Linked DNA regions of Zea mays: region 1 is linked to region 2. The links are chromatin contacts, called in public Hi-C maps. All regions are on one chromosome and are shown on one strand. Each heading gives the region's core, a stretch centred on a gene start, on an enhancer-like site or on the middle of the called end of the contact. The rest is flanking DNA. Distances are from core to core; before and after follow the strand shown.

Region 1 (2,857 bases), core at 309-2,808, 230 kb before region 2:
TAGTTTCACGTCTTCTGCTTGAATGGTTCCTAACTGATGCACAAATAACTTAATGGCCAACCTCTGTCTATGTTGGGTCTGCAATAGATAAATCCTTACATGTTAGGTTGATTGGAAAGCTTTAGCGAGGAATTGATGATCAAGATACATAGGATCTTCAAGCTTTAGTTTCCTTTATTTGCTAAATTTGGTTTGTTGATCTGTCAAAATCTTGTGTCAATGTTTTCATTTCTTCTTGCAACTAGGAATGCATACCCTCTGTCATGAGAAGAGTTGCTTCAATTTGCATACGCCTATTGCATTCATCTTGCAGCTTGAAATGGACATGAGACTGTTTTATCCAACCCAAACATGTCTTACTCCATTGGCAACAGCCATTTTTGTTATGATCTGTAACTGCAGGCGATAAGAATGCTGGGTGTTTGTGTGCGGGCAATAAGAAGGCTGGGGGATTGGTTCCACTCCGCATGCAACGACACGGGACGCGGGTAACATTGGAAGACCAGCAGAACATCAACCGCTTCGGTTGCCTCAGCACCCGCCTCCACGAATTCCAGGAAAAGATCAAGCTTGCGAAGGTGGATTCCTTGACATTTTGAGTTCACCATTTCGCAGCCTTTGAGCAGATTTATATTGTGTTGCTTTATCAGTAGACGTGATTTTGTGTTTAGTTCAAAAATGTTCATATAGTTTACAAACTTTTCAATCAGTAAAATCGGTGCCTCCTTAAGACCACTTGGGTTATGGCTCGTTGTCAAGATGAAGGCACCAGTAGTCTTTGATCCCTTTTGTTCATGTGTTTATGGACTCAGGAACGCCTTCAGGAAGGGCAATGGCGTGTCCAACTCCATTGGCATCCTCCTGCTCTTCATCTACCCTGTCTGGACCGGGGTGCTGCAAATCCTGTAGGCGCGGTTGCCTCCGTGTTCTCTGCTGTCCAGGCATCCAGCTCCGTTGCCGTTCGTCTCTTGTGCAAATGTTTCTTCTATGGTGAATTGGTGATCGTGGTTCTGTGCTATCGGGGTTGGATGCGTAATGTATGCTTGAGGTAATCAGTTGGACCCGTTGCTATGGTGGTGGACAATTTTGTTATCTCATTTGTTGTAGTTCGATGTCTACATTTGGTTTGTTCGAGTACATAAACACCAATAAAATCATTCGAGTACATAAACGCCGCCAATAAAATCAATAGTGGTGGCTTGATGTAGATCGAGATGTTATTTTATCAGGCGTGTAAACCCTTGTCGCTTCTGTTAAGTTGTCGCAAGTTTGAGGATGGATGTTTATAACAACTACTGTATATCATTTGATGCTATTTCTGAATATGATGTCGCAAGTTTGTGGTCCGGCATCCGCGCACGGCGCGCACTGTTGTCCTCTACACCTGGCTTCCAGTTCCAGCCGTCCGTTGATTTTGAATTTTAGTGAAAATTGTACACCAGAATATATTCCCTGTACTGACGATATGTTTCCGTTGCAACGCACGGGCATCCACCTAGTATATATATATACACACACCTCCTCTGCTTCTTTCCGTCATACATCATCCACATTCCACACACTTGCATAGTTGCATTATATGCAAGCAGGCATGCACCACGCACCAGGGCAGCGTGCAAGCAATTACCAGCAGACACATCACACAGAAGCTAGAGCACATCACGGGCGGGCGCCGGCGATGTCGTCGTCAACACCGAGAGAGCGAGGCGGCGGGAGGCAGTTCCCGGTGGGGCGGCGCCGGTACGCCCCGGTGGCCGACGCGGGGTGCGGCGGGTGCCGCCCGACGACGTCGAGGCTGCTCCGCCTGCCGTCCTTCCTCAAGCCCTGCAGCCAGCTGTTGGGTGGGGGTGGTAATAGCAAAGCTGCCGCGACGACGACGACAAGGAGGAGGAGTGGTGGCGGCGCCGCCGCCGTCGGTGAGCATTACTCCTGCGCCTCCACCTCTACCACGGCTTCCTTCTCCTCGTACTCCTCCTCGTCGTCGGCCGCCACGCGCAGCACGGGCGGCTACGCGGCGTCGTCGGCGGCCTACTCCTCCTCCGACTGCTGCTACTACTACCACTGCCACCCGTCGCGCGTCGTCGTGTACGGAGCTGGACCCACCGCCCCCATGCAACAGTACCAAGACCCAGCGTCGTCGTCGCTCCACAAGCAGCAGCAGCAGGAGCAGGCGTCACCAGCTCGCGCGGCGCCGTCGGCAGTCGGCCATAATAATAAGAAGAAGAAGATGAGGAGGAGGGCGGCGGAGGACGGCGTGGGCGTGGGCGTGGCGGTGGAGAAGGAGTCGTCGGACCCGCGCGCGGACTTCCGCGACAGCATGGTGCAGATGGTGCTGGAGACGGGGCTGTGCGACTGGGACGGCCTCCGCGGCATGCTCCGCCGCCTGCTCGCCCTCAACGCGCCGCGCCACCACGCCGCCATCCTCACCGCCTTCGCCGAGGTCTGCGCGCAGCTCGCCGCCGCTCCTCCTCCTCCTGCGCCGTCGTGCCAGTACCGGCGCTGCTGATGGCACATGGCAGCGTCCACCCACCACCCTACCCCGCTCGTGCCGTCTGCTAGCTGTAACGGACGGACGGACCTGATGGCGACAACAGGGCTATGCGCTTACAAAGTGCAGATTTTTAACTGTGGTTATTAGTCAGGAGATTAAGCTAAATCAAGGACAGATAATAAAGTGGCGTGGCAGCAGCGTTATTAGGCTACCACCATGCATGCATGTTCTTGAGATCCCAGGTAGTAGTAGTTGCCCCGATCTTTTGGTTTGTTATTTTCAGTCGATCTCGCAGTTAGAATTGTGTGTGTGAGGTTGTGCAGTGCAGTGCAGTGCACTTGTGCTTGCTTGTGCTGTGTGTATACT
Region 2 (2,981 bases), core at 360-2,859:
TTGGGCTCACTTTCTAGTATATATTTTAAATGTTCCGTGCTCCTAGACTGATTTTCACGCTTTCATTGTTTTTCATGACATGTACCCTACTGGTTTCAGCTGTTTTTTTTTTTGTCCAAGAAATATCCTGCGTGATAAAACAAGTCACCAAGATAGATATATAGATAAATTGAGATAAAGTACTGAAACTTAAACGTAGTTATAACAACACACAATACAACGCAACGCAACGATATAATGACACACTTGAGACGATGACCGAATCTACTAGCTAGCAAATCAAAGAAATACCAGAAGCCAACAATGTAGAAACTAAAGCGATTTAATAATGACGATGCTTAAATTAGTTAGTGGATGTGGAGCAAGAGGACGACTTGGAGCTGCTGCACTCGTCCTTGAGTCCAGTGCTCTTAGTGGGGAAGAGGTCCAATGTCTTGAGAGGGCGGCGGCAGCATGCCGGCAGCTGCAGATGAGCTGCGCCACCCTCGTCAGAGCTGCCTGATGCCGCACCGCAGCTGGCGTTGCAGTGATCCATCGCCTCTGTGGCGTCCCACACCTCCAGCTGATTGCTGCTGCAGCTGTTGTATAACCCAGCTCCACCGCCATAGGCACCGCCTGCACCAGTAGCCCTATTTCCTGCTCCTGCTCCTGCAAGGTCCACCATGCCGGCAGCGGCTGGGTTGAGCACTGGCGTAACAGTCGCCGCCTGCTGCCCCAAGTAGCCCTAATAATAATCAAGTGATGAACATGCACATTTATATATAGATACATCAAGAATGCATGCACTAACAAGGTACAAAATTAACTGAAATTGGTACTAATATGATTCTGTATTTAGTGATTCTATACCAGATGGGGCATGCTGAAGCTGGTTGCGTACGGGTGGTGGTGATGGTGCAGCTGCATCACCGCCGGATGCACACAGGGGGCGCTGCTGCCGCCTGCTGCCGGAGGTGCAAGAAGGGTGGCGCTGCTGTTAGGGCTCGAAGCCGGCGCTGCTGCGGTGGCCTGCTGCTGCTGCTGCGCGTACTGCTGCTGGTGCCGGGCGCAGAGGCGCCGGCGGAGCCGCTGGCGCTCACGGGCCTTGTGGTTTTGGAACCAGTAGAAGACGTTCTTGCCCTCGATGCGGCCGTAGTAGGCCAGGTGCGCCGTGATCTGCTGGATCTCCGCCGCGTTGGGCGTCCTAACGCCGCTCCGGTACATCTCCTCCAGGATCATCAGCTGCTCCGGCGTCGGGCACCAGCGGGTCGAAGGTGTCTGCGGCATGGAGGATGCTAATGCTAATGCTAGATCGGATCGATCGACTGACGATGGATTCAACACGCCTAGCTAGCTCAATCCTAGGTAGGAAGCTTAGCTGTGTGTGCGCTGACTGCAGAACGACAGCTAGCTATATGTGTGTGTCGTATATGCGTTCTAAGAAGTTGTTTCTACCTGCAAATCATATATGCATCGATCAATCAGCAGTCTATCATGAGCTAACAGGCAACCTGCCAACCTCTCACACACATAAACACAGCTCGATCGATCAGCAGCCAAATGCCGTGGGTTCCTAGTCTCTGTCTCTGGGATTTGCTAGGGTGAGGACGATTAGACTGGGATGGAAGCTGGGTAGATAGAAGTAGATCCTCCCGTTATATAGAGGTAGCTGCTAGCTGCTAGGGCCAGGCATGCATGCGCAGCTGCCGATCCAATGGTCGATCGTCTGTGAAAGCGACAATGCATATATGCATATGCAGTAATGAACGAGAGATGAATGAAGTTGGGCCGACCAGAAAAAAAAAAGGTAGGCAGCGTGTGAGAGACAAATTGGTGTACATCAAAACGGCCAGAGCTTGCAGTGATCCTCTTTGACCAACGCGGCACCAGTGCTAGCTACAGTCTTACTACTGTCCATGGGAAATAAATTGGCGATGGTCACGCAGAGTTATATATTACATGCTCTGCCACAAGTAAAAGCTGGCTAGCTATAGCTCCTACTAGCACTATATGTGAAAAAAAGTTAACTCAATTTTTTTGAACTAACAGCAGCAGGTTAATATAAATTTGTAAGGAGAAAAGAAGAGTTACACTATCACAACTATCATCATCAATTTGTACATTATTTCGATCAGCCTGAGCAATACATATCTGTGTATAGAGGATGATAGCGGCAGTGCTGCTGTAAGATAATCCCTAATAACAAGCACGGACACCTTTTCTTCCTCATCATCACTATCATATGAAGATGACATTACTGGATAAACGACCATCTCACTACCGGAATCCGAGGCTTTGCCGAGTGTTGGCTTCTTTGCCGAGTGCCTTTTGTCGGGCACTCGGCAAAGAAAGCTTTGCCGAGTGCCGCACTCGGTAATGTTAGGCACTCGGCAAAGACAACTTTGCCGAGCGCTGAACACTCGGCACAGAACGGCACTCGGCAAAGACAACTTTGCCGAGTGTCAAACACTCGGCAAAGTGGGCTCTTGGCAAACGGCCGTCAGCGGCCGTCCCAAAGCTGACGGCCGTTAGTCTTTGCCGAGTGTCATCCGTTGGCTCTCGGCAAAGAGATTCTCTACCGAGTGCCACATAGTAGGCACTCGGCAAAGCATACTTTGCCGAGTGTCATTCCTGGACACTCGGCAAAGTATATTTTTATTTTTTTTATTTTGTCTCTCGAAATTTTTGTGGTATGTTTCTACACTATGTAGACCTACATGTATCATTTGTGGACAATTTTAACAGAGTTTTCAATCGTTAGTAGATTTAGTTCGTTTATTTGAATTTCTTCGGAAAATTTAGATTTGAACTGTAGGTCACTCGAAACTTGGAAAACCGTGCATGCAAAAATAATATTCATGTTACTTAGCATTAGTTACGACCGATTTCAGGAGCGGACCGGAAACTTCGAGCAACATGCTCACTAAACATGGCCGTGAACTTGCCATACACATGTTTAAAAATTGTATAAAACACAAACAAAGTCAAAAAATCCTGAAACT

What was found. Hi-C and Micro-C count contacts between places; a contact is called where the count stands out from the background.
Region 1: a Hi-C map of ear shows a contact between it and region 2, with 2.9 times the contacts expected there. The contact joins the promoter of LOC100285077 here to the promoter of LOC542147 in region 2. A contact is called at or near these places in 2 of 25 Hi-C or Micro-C datasets (ear and tassel).

Annotation. Positions count from the first base shown.
Region 1 is chr4:196,463,079-196,465,935 of Zm-B73-REFERENCE-NAM-5.0, reverse strand. LOC100285077 reads left to right here and starts at 1,558. Exons shown (of 1, transcript NM_001165759.1): 1 at 1,558-2,857. The coding sequence starts at 1,580. The coding sequence ends at 2,506.
Region 2 is chr4:196,232,202-196,235,182 of Zm-B73-REFERENCE-NAM-5.0, reverse strand. It overlaps LOC542147 (narrow sheath 2), which reads right to left and starts at 1,609. Exons shown (of 2, transcript NM_001111772.1): 1 at 850-1,609; 2 at 162-724. The coding sequence starts at 1,266. The coding sequence ends at 344.